2 separate regions of the Mus musculus genome follow, and region 2 is linked to region 1. Evidence: chromatin contacts called from public Hi-C data. All regions are on one chromosome and are shown on one strand. The core of a region is the stretch at or near the end of the contact, and the rest is flanking DNA. Distances in the headings are between cores, read along the strand shown.

The links. Hi-C and Micro-C count contacts between places; a contact is called where the count stands out from the background.
Region 2: a Hi-C map of uterus shows a contact between it and region 1, with 3 times the contacts expected there. The contact joins two enhancer-like sites. A contact is called at or near these places in 1 of 15 datasets of contacts at CTCF or cohesin (the NIH/3T3 cell line), 4 of 484 Hi-C or Micro-C datasets (the 3T3-L1 cell line, 3T3-L1-derived adipocytes and uterus) and 1 of 115 datasets of contacts at active chromatin or transcription factors (bone marrow-derived macrophages).

What each region holds. Positions count from the first base shown.
Region 1 is chr4:58,326,331-58,334,254 of GRCm38.p6, reverse strand. Musk (muscle, skeletal, receptor tyrosine kinase) reads right to left here. Exons shown (of 15, transcript NM_001037129.1): 6 at 6,900-6,929; 7 at 566-690. Among named protein-coding and RNA genes, the nearest start is that of Musk, 44 kb to the right of the region's middle. Within about 2 kb of position 3,209, at least 55 of the 459 cell types and tissues checked have an H3K27ac peak or open chromatin away from gene starts, as enhancers often do. A contact at or near this core is called in the NIH/3T3 cell line and uterus, where this site is marked.
Region 2 is chr4:58,411,082-58,419,005 of GRCm38.p6, reverse strand. No RefSeq gene overlaps it. Among named protein-coding and RNA genes, the nearest start is that of Mir3095, 26 kb to the left of the region's middle. Within about 2 kb of position 5,070, at least 48 of the 459 cell types and tissues checked have an H3K27ac peak or open chromatin away from gene starts, as enhancers often do. A contact at or near this core is called in the NIH/3T3 cell line and uterus, where this site is marked.

The sequences.
Region 1 (7,924 bases), core at 1,960-4,459:
TTTCTTTTACATACAAAAAAAGTAAAAGATATGTGGTACAGGGTAGAATGTCAACTCCCAGGGTTTGATGCCAGTGGTTTCTGCTACCAAGGACAGCTTTAAACACTGGTAAAACTAGGACCAGCAATATAGATAGAAATTGTAACACTATCTTAGTCACTGTGTACTTTGTATCATATTGCTATAATAAAATACTATGACCATGGTGATTTATAAATGATAACATTTCATTTGAGGTTTATGGTTTCAGAGGATTGGAGTCCATGATGGTGGAGCAAAGGTATGGCAGCAGGAACAGTTCAGAGCCTACATCTTGATCAGCAAACTGAAGGCAGAGAGAGTGGCAGAGTGAATAGCTCTTTGATACCTCAAAAGTGTCCCAGTGACATACCTCCTAATCCTTCCCAAAGAGTTCCACCAACTAGGTAGGGACAACATACTCAAACATATGAGGCACCAGGGGCTGTTCTTATTCAAATCACCACACAGCTACTGGTACATGCTGTGTGCAGCAAGTCACCACCAGCAAGTCTTCCCCAAATCACCCCGATCACATGGCACTCACAGCATTTCCGTTTTCAATCCAGCTGATGGTGGGGACAGGGATGCCTATTGCTGTGCAGCGTAGGGTTACAAAGGAACCAAAGGTGACATTGTGGGATTCAGGAGCACGCAGGATTCTTGCAAAAACTGTTAGGAAAACAAAGGGCATGAGTGATTGGCTAAGCAAGGCAGGACTTTAAAACTCCAGTCACACTGTGTGCCCTGAGTATGCTCACCCCTTCAGTATTGCTATGCTTGCCCTCTAGGCTCTCAGTGCTATGATCCTGCATTTGTCACCACCCCAGGACACACTGAGCTTAGTTCCAACATAGAAGTTTACCTTGGTCAATACCCAGTCTAGAACATTTATGCTCATATCTAAATGCGATGGGTTCCTTATGTGTATAACTCGTGTCTCACTTTAAGGGACATTTTCTTAGAGCCATAATCATCCATCACACAGTACAACTCCCAATCACCTTTGCCCTTCTATCTTATGATGGTTACACACTCACTGCTATCTGATACTTGGTCAGTTCCCACTTATGTGTCCTTCAGCTGCCCCATTAGAATGTCTTGGTCTGTTTTGTTTCCTGCTGGATTGAGTGCCCAGAAGAATTCATGATGAAAATAAACCCAAGACACTATTTTAGCAAACTAAAGAAATAATTACTGGTTTATACCCTCAACTCTTTTCTCTCGTATTGAGAACAAATTCAAACATATCACACATTTCAAAGAATGAGATGATGGGGTTGGGGGAGGAGCGTTTAGGATAAGTGTGAGGAGGAGTTTGAGTCTCCTGCGTTTCTTATGGTTATACATCTTCACCAATTTAAAAAAAAATCAATCTTCAGGCTTAGCAGTTCTATCCTGAATTAAAAAGAGAGTGGTGAAAACTCAGAGTGAATTGGAGAACGCAGTTCAGAAGATGAGCTACATTTCTGTCCTCCTTTTCTGATTCAGTGGAAACTGAATCCTCATTAAGTTTATTTACTTTCCCAGAGTAACAGCAGTGATGGTAATGAGCCTGGTCTCATGCCTTCTGATGTTAAGTCCAACAGGCTTTTAAGCTATTATGAAATCTTTTTGTTTTCCTATTGTCAACATATTTTATGCTCTTTTCTGATGTTTTCTAGGGCCCGAGCCCAACACATGACAGGAATTCTAAACCCTAGTTGTCATGGCAATTTGACTTAGCTCTTCTGGTTCATGAAATTCATAGAGTTCATGTGGACAAGGGGGAAGATTGACAAAACAGTCCCAGCGAGGCTGGACCTCCTCAGCAGTCCCTTTATCTTTTGACCTCTTCAGAAGGTCACATCACTCAAGGGTATACAAATGTGCCTATCTCCCTTGACACCTGGATCTTTGGTTGGTGCAAAATTGAATTAACTTGACTTCCTATCTTTTGATATTGAGGACTCTAAGATGTGTTATTTATAACACCATTTGGGGTCAATCACTTTAAATATGTTAATGTTGTATCCCAAAGTTGAGAGGACAGAAAAGTGATAAAAATGTCATGTTCAATGACAACAGTGCTGAAAAAGTACTAAGTTTTTTTTTCTTTTAATATAGTGAATGGTTAACATGCAGTTGAATCTGTCTCTTAAAACTAAAATTGAGGGCTAGAGGTATAGTTTCCTGGGTAGAGTGATTGCCTAAGTTATACAAAGCCCTGGGTTCAGTCCCTAGCACCACATAGACCACATGGAGTAGGACATGTCTGTAATCCCAGCATTGAGGAAATAAAGGCAGGAAAATTGGAGTCCAAGTGGTCATCTTCAGCTACATGGGAGCTTGAGGTCAACATGAACTACATACCATATGACGTTATCTAAAAAATAACAACAATAACCTGGCTTTAGAAGGTCCTGGTATCTAATTAAACACCCAACAAAAATCAGAGTTCAGGAACACAAGAAGCAATATCCTGGAGATCATGTTTGTCAAACTCAGAATGCAGAAAAAAGAGGGAAGAAATCTGCTATGCTCTGAAAGAGATTTAAGGGCCATATCATCTAAGTGCTCACTTTGGATTCTTATTTTCCCCACTGAATCCAAGTTCACAGGCTGTTCTCTTTTGACAGCCAAACCCAGGCTGACCGGCATTCTAGCAGGGGTCAGCCACATAACTGTTCTTGTTTTCTGGTGATAGTAATGGAGATCTAGGCTATGCCACACATCTGTAACACATGGCTGGAATAGTGTGTGCAGGGGCTGGCACTGCAGGTTTGGAGTTGAGTCACTGTAATCGGAAGCACATGGGGCTCACTGCCTTTGAGCACTGAGAACAGTGTGGGCCTTGTAAGACTGGGAGTTGGATCATGTTGGTTTCAGTCTTGTTACAGCAGTGTTCGAATGGCTTGACTGAGCCCTTGGACTTGAAACGAGGGCCTTTTGGATAAAAACTAGGACAATAAAAACAAACTGGAAAAAATAGGAAATCTAGATTCTTTCTCCTATTTTGATTTATAGAAGCAAATGTTTTAATTCGAGAACTTCAAATTCTTCTTGGAAATGTAGTAACAAGGGTGGGTTTATTGCGTTCTGATTTACAGCATTTCTCTTTTCTTTTGGCAGCTATTGCATTATATGGATTGCCACTTAGGTACATTGCGAAACCCTTGATGGTCTATATTGCACAACACAGCTAAGCATAAGTGAGATAGTGAATAAGTCAGCCAGCTGCTCTTGCACAGCTCATCATGATGTCGAACTTCATGGATCCCCTATCCTGCCTGATCCAGTGCTTTCTAGGGGCTCTGTTTGGGCACACGTGATGGGTACTATTGGCCACATAGGTGTATCCGAGACTATAAAACTGCTAATAAATAGTTGTTCTCTCCAAAGTGGACTTCATCATTAAGTGCAGTGTGTTAAGAGAAGAAAATGACCGGAGATTACACTGAAGCCAGCCTATCCCACACTCTTGAGTTATCTCCAAAAGACAAGAGTCGGCCTTCCCTTTGCAGTAGTGACAGACATCTTCAAGCTTTCCTTTCACTTTTCCTCCTCCCAAAGGAGGTTCTAAGCACACTCCATACCTTTGGGTTCCATTGAAATGTCTTGTTTTCATTGTGCCCTCCATGCCCCTCATTCTGGTTATATTCACATATCACTTAGCACCACTTGACAACTGTGGGTCCTTTATTTATTTGTTTTGTGGCTGTCCCTCTCCCTAGGATGCAAACATTATCAAGGTCTAGCTTGGCTTTGCCCATCACTGCAGGCTGACCTATATATGTGGGTCTCTGTGTATTGCTAGATGTACCCTGCCTGGTAGAGGGTAAGAAATCATAAGTATTTGTTAAATGAATAAGTGGATGAGTAGGAGAGTGAGTGGGTGACTTTTCTGGTAAGCTAAGGCAAAAGAAGTTATTTATAGTTTGTGTAGGTCAGCCCTGCTGGACCACCATTCTTTTGCCTATCATACCTCTATGAAGGGAAAGAGCTTGATATGCGGGTGGAAGTTTACCAAAAGGTTACCAGGTCAGGACTTCTCTACCCAGACATTAAGATGAGTCATGGGAAAGGCTGGAGAGGCAAGCATGACAAACACATGTTACGCTAGTCTCCTTGTTAGCTAGATGAGAAGGCTTCCTTCTTCGATCCAGCTTTATCAGCAATAAGGCTCGTGTGTGGCTCCCCATCTGTATTGGTTTCCAGTTTTAAATGTGAAAGGTGAAGGTGGGCTGAGAGAAATTCCAAACACTTAACAACCGTCCACAACAATCCCAGCAGCTGCAACCAAAAATAAAAGTCTGGCTAACTTCATCCCCTGCAGGAATGAACTTGGATATAGTTGGATAGCAGATCCCATTGCTTCGGTGGGTAGCCACAGGCGGAGAATGCAGCCTACGTCATCAGGGAGATGCTCAGTGATCAGGGGAGCTCGGTGAGATCTGCTTCCTAGCCAGTGAAACGCGCATCAAATGTCTTTATTTTGTAATTCACTTTCATGTAAGAAAACATGTTTTTGTTATATAAGCAAGCAAAGTGCTGAATAGGAGTTTGAAATTATTTAGTGATTCGGAGAGATTTTATAACTATTTTGATGTTACACTTCTCTTGCTACAGGTAATCTGATTTCACACGATCTAATCTTCCCATGGGTGAGTATGGCAGCACTCACCAGCACTATGAACAAAAGACGTGGCCAGTGCTGAGCCTTAGGATTTTCTGTTACAGAATCTATTCACATGTTTTGGGCTTTATGTCTCTTGGGTAAACTTGCAGCCCTATTTGAAGGTCAGGAATCCTACATCAAAACAGTTTATAACAAACAGAGGCATACTTCTTCTATCCCCACCCTGAACACCTGCCGCATTCATTTTCCAAATTGCTTTCAGATTTATAACCGGTCTTATGGTTTCCATTTTAAAGGGTGTACGTGTTCAGGAGCTATGTCCATCATAATTGTTCTTGTAATATCTTGGGAAATGCAGGGAGCAGGAAACCTAGGCCAACTCCTGAAATGACAGGTCTCTCTTCTTGTTAGAGGGCAGTTCAAGAGATTTCTCAAATTTCGGCCAGTTCTCTATTTCTGAATGGTTATTTCAAAGGAACAGTGAGAGCTTAGATATTTTACTTTCTCTTACTCTTTTCCTTCTGTAGTATTTCCTACCTTCCGTTGGAGAATTCTTTATAAAGGTTTCAAGGGATCAGTGACAGGCAGGAATAAAGGAGAAAGGGAGATGACTTAAAACTAACCCAGACTGCCAGGTGGAATGCTTTTACTTGATTGGTATTGTAAATAACCTGGTATCTAGAAAGAGGAAAACATTTTAGATACAGGTTAGGCCTCTCCTGTGGCTTAAATCTAAAATGTCTTCCACATGCTCATGTGGTTGGCCACTTTGTCTGCAACTGGTACTGCTGCTTTGGGAGGTTTGGGGTTCTTTCTTTTTTTTTTTTTTTCCTTTGAGGTTTTTTTTATCATTTTAATTATGTGTACATTAATTGTGGGGGAGTATGCACATAGTGTGTGCACATGTAGGTGCAGGTGCTGAGGAGTCCAGAGTAAGATGTCAGATCCCCCAGAGCTGGAGCTAAAGGCAGTTGAGCCTCCCAGGGTGAATGAAGGATCCTCTGTAAAAGCAATGATGCTCTTAACCACTGAGCCATCTCTCTGGCCCGGGTTATAAATTCTCTAGGACAAAAGGTTAGCTAACAGAACTGGGTTGTTGGAGCAGACCTTGAGCACTGTATGTATTTCGGGGTACTGGTCCAGGCTCTCTGCTTCCTGATCCACTGTGACGCACAGGCCTGTCTGTCACCTCACACCCTTGCAGCTGCAGATGGAGTTGTAGCAGTCCTATGCCTTCCCTGCCAAACTGGTTTGTATCCCTTGGCTCTCTGGGCCAAATGAAAGCTCTCCTTCGTAAGGCTGCTTCTGCCTGTTAGCTTGTCAGGGCAATGAGATAAATACTAATACAGTTTTCCTAGTCTGAAAATTTAAAAGGCCAAACTCATTAAGAGTGCCAACATGACTCTCAAAGGTTCATAGATAGACTTCAGATCTTCAGCTTTGGGATGTTCAGCTGGTCAAGTCTGGGCAAACCATTCCAGAATCTGAAAACCTCTGGAAACTGAAGCACATATGACCCTGAGGATTTTGAGTCTAAAGTACTTAATCGGTTTTATTTGTCCCATAAAATGAGAAGGAGGCACTGTTTAAAACAATGGTAGCCTAAGACACATAAGATAGCCTAGAACCGAACTGTGTGACCTGAGGACTTGTGGCTTTTGGCCTCAGATCACCAAAGTTTGGTTGCGAAGAACATGAGTTTTACTGGGAGAGGAGTTACTTTCGCTGATGGGAGGCTTGTCGTCCATGAGGGCTGTCCCAGACAAATATACATCTCCATGTTAATTAAAATAAAAATCACTTCAGTTTTTACTGATCTAGAGCAAATGCACTAAACTCCTCATTGCATTGAAATGTTGGTAACCAAACATAAATTAGCACCCTGAATTTTTTAATACGTCTCCAAAATCTTAATTACCCCCCCACCCAAATAACCTTCTGTCCTGACCCGGGTGGGTTAGTTTTCTTGTCTGTTCTTTCTCTTTAATCTCATGTTGTGGATCTAGAATTTGGAATATGTGATTGTAATCCTTGTCTAGATTCAATGTTCTCCTGAGAACTCTGATGGATCCGTAACCTGCATCTACAGGAAAGCAGCCCCATCTTCAAGTTCTCTGTTTGATGCTGTGACTTCTTACTCCTATGGGCCACTTTCCATTTCTTGACAAAATAATAGGACTTAAGGTCAGGAAAATAAGCCAACGGAAGTATGTATACTGTGCATCTAAAAAGAAGCAGCAAGGCAGAGAGAAGGGGAAAATACCTTTAGCGTCCTGCTCAGGTTCTCTGTCTTCTGTTAATAGGAACAGGAGGAAACCACCAACACGGGCAACAAACAGAAACAAAACAATGCTTGGTGAGAAGGGGACCTTAAGCTGCAGCACAGCCATTGTGCACAATCCAATAAGAAACAAATGCCACGAAGGGAAAGTGCTGACCTTTCTTAGCAAGCAAACGATCCCATGGCACAAGATTCCAAATTACGACTTGTAGTCAGGCAGTATTATACAGAAAATAAACTACGGCATTCTCAAAGACGTAGCTCACTCATGCATTTTTGTTTTAATGTGGATAAGGACAATCCCCCTTTCTTTCAAGGCAACAGAGTGCCTACTATTCCAGTGAATTCTGTTCCTCTGTTTGCTTGGCTTCTCATCTTACCAGGCCCTGCTGTGAAGTCAGTGCTGTGGACTGTGGGATCTCAGCTATCATTTCTATGGCAATAGACTCCTGTTGTGGTAAACAGGGGATTAGGGGGTTTCTGCAGAACCAGGGCCTACCACCAACAAAGATCTGGAGCTCTCATTTTTAACCCCCAGAGGCAGCTCAGAGGGTAGAGAAGAACAAAGCATTCTGGGAACAGAGTAACCAAGGTTGCCCTGGGAAAAAATGAAAGAGAGAGAGAGAGAGAGAAGAGAAAGAGAGACAGACAGACAGACAAAGACAGACAGACAGAGAAAGGGAGTGAAGGAGGGAGGGAGGGGGAAAGAGAGAAAGACAGAAGGAAGGAAAGGAAGGAAGGAAAAGAGAGAGGGAGAGAGAGAGAGGAAGAAAGAAAGAAAGAAAGAAAGAAAGAAAGAAAGAAAGAAAGAAAGAGAGAGAGAAAGAAAGAGGAAAACAAAAACAAAATCTCTAAATCGGATAGAAAGGATGGAGAATTTGTATACATTTTTAGAAACCCTAATCAGGAAAAAAAATTAAAAAAAATTAGCCATTCTAAAATGTTTACTATGACCATATCACACAAATTCTCATGGGTTATTTGTTCAAATCCATGTAGACCCCCCC
Region 2 (7,924 bases), core at 3,821-6,320, 83 kb before region 1:
TAACAACAACAACCCTTATTAATCTATGTAAAACATTCACCATTTCACCTAAGAGAAGACTTTTTTCCTAATTTGCTTTGGGAGGATGGGAGGCAGGGATCCATAGGAAGTTAGTTCATGGTAACTCATGAGGAAGGCTTTGAACCAGGTACTGTTTGCTGTTGTTGTTGCTGAAGACCAGTGTTTGGTTCTCAGCTCCCACATGTTGGCTCACAACCACCTGTAACCCCAGGTCCAGAGGATCCAGTGAGCCTCATGGGCTTCTGTACATACATTACACACATATATATTAGTGAGGGCGTACATGCATGCACATGGATAAAAATAATAATAAAAAATAAATTTAAAAATAAGGAGGATTTGTTGATGAAATATTTTAAGGTCTTCAGCAAAGGATTGTGTATAATATATAGCTTCTTGTTTAATTGAGAAAAAAAAAAAAGGTTAGAAACACATTTCTGGCATATAGGTACAAGAAACAGAAGTCTTTTCAGTGAATCTGCACCAGAAGAACACTGGTCTCCATGGAGTTTAGAGATCTGGAGCCAGAGAAGGAGATTCTTTTATCTTCAGCCTGGTTTGGCGAAGAGGCCATGGCTGCCTGGAAGGGGTCACTATCCCCCCTGAGATTGTCCAGTAAGGCTTTTGTTTGTTTGATTGTTTTTTTCTTCACTGCTTGGTTTGGGTTCAATGATTGCTGGGAAAACAGTCTTCATTGATTTCAAGCTTTGATGTGCAGATATTGTTTTGTATGAGATAGTTACCATTTTCATAGTAAAGCTGCAATTTTTTAATGAAATATATTAAGAAATGGAAAGTAATTGACTAACCAGTGCCAAGTGGTCAGCCCTGAAATCATATAACACAAGTAATACTAAATAAACTCAATAGGCTTCATTTGTATATTTATGCAATATATATGGAACAATAACAATTAAAGAAAAAGAGGCCAAGAATTTGAGATGAAGTTAGGAACACATGGAGAGGGCTGGACAAAGGAAAGATAAAGGGAGAATGATGTAATTATATATGTTTTAAAAACTTTAAAGATATGAAAAGTAGGAAAAATTAAAATCTATCTCACTTACATAACAATCACTTTGGGCAAGCATTTTGTATAAATATAAATAGTATATAAGTAATCTTGCCTTTATAGCTTTCATAGAATGTTATCGGATAAGCATGTCCCCAAGAGAGCTTTGTCCTGACCACAGTCATCCCTCTGAGTGTCCCTGTAGCATCACAAAGCTTGCCACTTGTCTATAAAACACAAAGAAATTAGATGCAAAATTCTCCATCACCATGTGTAAGCGTGGACAACAGAGGTTGTCCAAATCTTACCAGTATGACTGTTCCTTGTCCATGCTCAAGGTTGGACAACTCTAAACAGCTCCAGCAAACCTTTTCCCGAGTGTGAGAATTGGCTACCAAAATTGCCTTTCTCTGGACTTAAACCAGACTTCCCCTGCCTGTTCCTTTGGGTTTGGCAGTGAGGGTGGAATGTGAGTGAGTCTTTTAACGCTGGCATCTTCCCAAGACCACGTCTTTCAGATTTCTCCTCTCACTGACAAATCCTGGCCTACAATCAGTTTTATAAGATGTAATTTTCTGGAAACTGAACCTCTGGTAGGCTAATTCTCAAACCTTTGCTCATGGCACAGAAACACTTGCACAAAAGCATTGAGAAGTTAATGAGTTTTCACTTGTAAGCATTTTCAAGGTGTTCCTAATTCAAAAGAGTCGATCTCTGTGACTAGCCAAGGTTAAAGTTAGTTAGACAATCAGATGTTTCTTCCCATGATTTCATGTCTGTAAATAAAAGTTGTGTAAAATATATGTACTTGAAAACATAGAAGATAAAATTGTTTGGGTTAGAGAGTTTACTCCTTAAAGAAAAAGGCTCAAGCTTCCATTTATCTGAGAGAAATGTTGCATGATAGGCAGGGTAGTTCTCTGTCTCTTTGTCTCTCTCTGTTTCTGTATCTCTCTGTCTCTGCCACTGTCTCTCTATCTGTGTCTGTCTCTGTCTGTCTCTATCTCTCTGTCTCTCTGTCTCTGTCTCTCTCTCTCTGTGCACACATGCGCCTCTGTGTGTGATGCATACCCACCTGTGTGCCTTGAAACAGAGTCTCTCATTGAACTTTGAACTTGCCTATAAGTCAGCAAGCCTAGGCGATCCCTCTCTTCTCCAGCAGACATTGTGCTGAGGATCCAAACTCAGGGGCTAAGAGCCATGCAAGCTCTCCCCTGAGCTGTATTTCCAGTCTCAGTTTTTCCCTTTTAAAGAACTAGCTCAGTGTGCAAGATTCAGTTCACTGCCTGGAGTTTGAGATAAGCTCGATAGGAACTACAGAAGACCAAGGTGCCAGCATTGCCGTCTTTCTTTTCTTGGAGGATGTGGAATGGAAACATGTGAGAGGACAGGGGAGAAGCCACAGCTGATATGCCAGCTGTCCTTGACACAAGCTAAAGTCATCTGAGAGAATGGAACCTCAACTCAGAAAACGCCTTCCTAAGACTAGCCAGTAGGCAAGCAAGCCTGTAGGACATTTTCTTAATTAGTGATTGATTGCAGGGAGCCAGCCCATTTTGGGTGGGGATATATACCTGAGCTGTGGTCCTGGGTTTTATTAGAAACACACTGAGCAAGTCATGGTGAGCAAGACAGTAAGTAGCATCATTCCATGGCCTCTGCATCAGCTCCTGCCTTTGGGTTTTTACTGAGTTTGAGTTCCTGTTTTGCTGTCTCTCAGTGAGCTGTATGTGATTCAGGACATGGAAACAAATAAACCCTTTCCTCCCCAACTGCTTTTGGTCATGGTGTTTCATCACAGCAAGAGTAGCCACTAAAAGATAAGCAAAGCTATTGCTACACTAAACTGAAAACATCTATCTCAATTTCATATAACAGTGAGCATTCACATCAGGTCAAAGGAGTGAAGCTTGACTCAGGTCAACTCACTGGAGAGGATCTGGTCCAGGTCTATCTCTTTCTTTTTATGGGATAAACTCAGACCCATTCTTTTCATAACTATGTTGTCAGTTTGTCTAACGGGGCTTGGAGCTGGTTTATTATCATATCTGCTCCTGAGTTGTTATGAAGCAGTAAGGCACCAGCCAGCTGCGAAGTGAAGGTGTGCTGAAGTATACTTTGATTATAGTGAGGCCCCAGCACAACGTAAATGCAAGGGCTGGGAAGATGGCGCATCACTTAAGAGCTAGTACTGCTTATGCAGAGGGTCTGAGCATGGATCCCAACACCCATGTTGGTCAGCTCACAGCCACTTGTAACTCTATCTCCAGGTGCTCTGATGACCTCTTCTGGCCTCTTCTGGCATTTGCACCCACCTGCACACACAGAACCAATCCCACACAGATATACACAATTAAAGATAGAAATTTAAAGATAGAAATTTTAAAAAATGTAAATGCAGAAAGCTGTGAATAGCTGTGGTCACAATCTATCACACCGGGGATAAAGGGATGGCTTATCAGAAGAGCCAGGGAACTAAATCCTAGGAGGATGAGAAAACTTACAAACAAACACAACAAAACACGCTGGGGTTTAGAACAGCATTCCATCAGCAGGAGGAGCAGGTACCAGGAAGGAAAGGATACATGGGTCAGCGTGTTGTGTTGTGGGGAAATGAAGGACCTAAGCAGAGAGCAGGGTATATGGGAGGAAGCCTGGAGGTGACAGTGTAGGGACAGGTTGAAGCCAGATCACAAAGGGTCTTGTGCACAAACAGAAGCTCTTCTGTTTAAATAACCGTATAGACATGGAGATCCATATGAGACTCCCAGACTTGCCTTTGACAAAAGGCCACTGTGGGAGGAGTATGTGATGGAAGTTGTCAAGTCTGGCAAGGTCTGAAGGCAATTAGTTCAGAGGGTAGAAGGGGCTGGAGAAGAAGAGTTTGGCACTCTTGAATTAGGGAAATGGAGACAAGAATAGCCAAGAACAAGGGAACCAAATAAGGTAGAATCTGCATGACCTGATCTAGTTGTTGAAGTTCCAAAAAGTATTTTTGCTTCTCAAAATTGCTACTTAAACCGTCATCGGTAAACTAGTAACATCAGCTTTACCCAAGCAATCAGTATGATTTCCAGGTTTGGAAAGTGTGAGGAGACATGGTGGGGTGGGGGTGGGTCACTGTTGTGTAATTGAACCTGGGGCCTGTTGAGGTGACATTTCTGGGCATCGTTAGACGGAATATACCGTCTGGAGTCTGAGTCTGAGGATGAATGCCTGGGATTTGAGTGTGGCTTTGGCTGAGGCTATGCAGGGAAAGCGATGTATAAGCCTAAATAACAGCTCTGGATGCAGATGCTAAATGCCACAGGTGGACTAGTGGCTATGGTTAAGGACCCAGTGACAGTGGGTCACAAATATAAACTCATGAAAGCAGGAGGGGAACTGTATGGGAAGGAGAGGGAAGGGAATAGGAGAGAGTAGTGGATTGTATATGATCAGAATATATTATATACATGCATGAAGCTGTCATAACACTCTCTGGCATGTGGTAGGAACGCCTAAAAGGTATCCTATGAAGGTTAAGGAGGAAGACTCCAGATAGTAGTCAATAAGGCTGTTAAAAAAAGGCCATGGCGTTTGATAAACAGCAGATGGTTTGGGACATTGATGAGGGTGACTATAGAGTATTAATGGAATGATGGCTTGGCCAAGATCACACATTGATGTCTATGTGGGTCATTTGAGACTCAGGCCAAGGTTTCTGACTCTCAGTCCGTTCTTCTGTGGAGCACCCCAGAAGCTAGTCTAGTTCTAAAGATCAATCAATACGCGGGCATCTTAGCCGCTAAAGCCGCAGTGTGGCAGAGGCTAAGAAAGATGTGTAAGTGCACAATTTGTCAAATTAACAGTGAGTATGTTAGGGCCAAGTTCTTGGGATGCTGATAATCCCTTGCTGAATGGAGGCACATGAGCTCTTGGCTCAAAAGGCAGAAGATTCCCTTGAGGACAGGCCCCCAGGGACTTGAGTGGCCCGAGAGATATTCTGACAGGGCTACTCAGTCATTTCCTCAAAGCCACAGACTTCAAAGCACTCCAGGGACTCTCTTGTTTATTTCACAAACAGGAAGTTTTAACAAGTAGGTCAAGGAAGAGGGGAGTGCATAAAAGTGGCTTAGTTTTTCCAATGTTCTTTTGCAAAAGATTTTCCTTTTTCTGTATTAACAATAAATCTTATAACTAAAAATGTCAAATCACCATAACTCGAGGATCTACGAAAACCATCCCCTCTTCCTTCCAGAGAAAATACTGGCATATTGACGCACAAAAATGATTTCTCCATCCAGCATTGTGGCTTCAAGTATTTTTCCAGGCATAATAGGCAAGGGAAAAGAATGTAAGGAATTTTAACTGGTATGCATTCTTGGGAGATGAGACAGGCTTGCTGATTTCAAGTTTATGGGGCCCATTCAGCCTGAAAGATAGATTTGTGCTTTAACCCCAGACCTCTTGCCTTCACATTCCCACATCTGCCTTCCCGCATATTTATCTTCTTGTTTTTACATTTTTGGGGTGAATTTTTTTATTTTGTTAGCGGTTTTTGAGGCTCGTACATGAGTTAGTACTTGCAGAGGCCAGAAGAGGGCGCTGGAGCCCTTGGGACGGAGTTAGAGACTGTTCCAGGTGAGTGCTGGGAACGGAGTATAGGTTCTCTGGAAGAACAGCCTGAGCTATGCTCCCCAGCCCCGTCTTGTTTTTAATTTCTTGGGCTATTGACCTTTTGAGCTATTAAAAATGATTACTAACGGACTTTTTTGTTTATACAGTTTACTATATAGAAACAACAATTTTTCATTTTCCTTTGAATAGAAACTTTATTTTTTTACTAACTTGATACACTGAGTAAAACTCAAACTTAAGAAGGACAGACTTGCTTCATTCTTAATTACTTCTGCTTGTCTTCCTTGGTCATTGTTAAGTATTATTGCTACTAGAAGTAAGTCTTTTTATTCATATTTACTAAGAGGATTTTTTTCAGCCAATTTTTTTCTCTCTCTTAGAAATAGATACCTTTGGACATATGACTTTAAAAATTATAATTATTTGTAGAATAAATAACTTCTTTTCAAGTTGAGCCATCTTTTTTTCACATTTTGTATTTTTAATTTTTTTTTAAATTTTTTTTTCCATTTTTTATTAGGTATTTAGCTCATTTACATTTCCAATGCTATACCAAAAGTCCCCCATACCCACCCACCCCCACTCCCCTACCCACCCACTCCCCCTTTTTGGCTCTGGCGTTACCCTGTACTGGGGCATATAAAGTTTGCGTGTCCAATGGGCCTCTCTTTCCAGTGATGGCCGACTAGGCCATCTTTTGATACATATGCAGCTAGAGTCAAGAGCTCCGGGATACTGGTTAGTTCATTATGTTGTTCCGCCTATAGGGTTGCAGATCCCTTTAGCTCCTTGGGTACTTTCTCTAGCTCCTCCATTGGGAGCCCTGTGATCCATCCATTAGCTGACTGTGAGCATCCACTTCTGTGTTTGCTAGGCCCCGGCATAGTCTCACAAGAGACAGCTACATCTGGGTCCTTTCGATAAAATCTTGCTAGTGTATGCAATGGTGTCAGCGTTTGGATGCTAATTATGGGGTGGATCCCTGGATATGGCAGTCTCTACATGGACCATCCTTTCATCTCAGCTCAAAACTTTATCTCTGTAACTCCTTCCCAGGGTGTTTTGTTCCCACTTCTAAGGAGGGGCATAGTGTCCACATTTCAGTCTTCATTTTTCTTGAGTTTCATGTGTTTAGCAAATTGTATCTTATATCTTGGGTATCCTAGGTTTTGGGCTAATATCCACTTATCAGTGAGTAGATATTGTGTGAGTTCCTTTGTGAATGTGTTACCTCACTCAGGATGATGCCCTCCAGGTCCATCCATTTGGCTAGGAATTTCATAAATTCATTCTTTTTAATAGCTGAGTAGTACTCCATTGTGTAGATGTACCACATTTTCTGTATCCATTCTTCTGTTGAGGGGCATCTGGGTTCTTTCCAGCTTCTGGCTATTATAAATAAGGCTGCTATGAACATAGTGGAGCATGTGTCCTTACCAGTTGGGGCATCTTCTGGATATATGCCCAGGAGAGGTATTGCTGGATCCTCCGGTAGTACTATGTCCAATTTTCTGAGGAACCGCCAGACTGATGTCCAGAGTGGTTGTACAAGCCTGCAATCCCACCAACAATGGAGGAGTGTTCCTCTTTCTCCACATCCACGCCAGCATCTGCTGTCACCTGAATTTTTTATCTTAGCCATTCTGACTGGTGTGAGGTGGAATCTCAGGGTTGTCTTGATTTGCATTTCCCTGATGATTAAGGATGTTGAACATTTTTTCAGGTGCTTCTCTGCCATTCGGTATTCCTCAGGTGAGAATTCTTTGTTCAGTTCTGAGCCCCATTTTTTAATGGGGTTATTTGATTTTCTGAAGTCCACCTTCTTGAGTTCTTTATATATGTTGGATATTAGTCCCCTATCTGATTTAGGATAGGTAAAGATCCTTTCCCAATCTGTTGGTGGTCTTTTTGCCTTATTGACGGTGTCTTTTGCCTTGCAGAAACTTTGGAGTTTCATTAGGTCCCATTTGTCAATTCTCGATCTTACAGCACAAGCCATTGCTGTTCTGTTCAGGAATTTTTCCCCTGTGCCCATATCTTCGAGACTTTTCCCCACTTTCTCCTCTATAAGTTTCAGTGTCTCTGGTTTTATGTGAAGTTCCTTGATCCACTTAGATTTGACCTTAGTACAAGGAGATAAGTATGGATCGATTCACATTCTTCTACATGATAACAACCAGTTGTGCCAGCACCAATTGTTGAAAATGCTGTCTTTCTTCCACTGGATGGTTTTAGCTCCCTTGTCGAAGATCAAGTGACCATAGGTGTGTG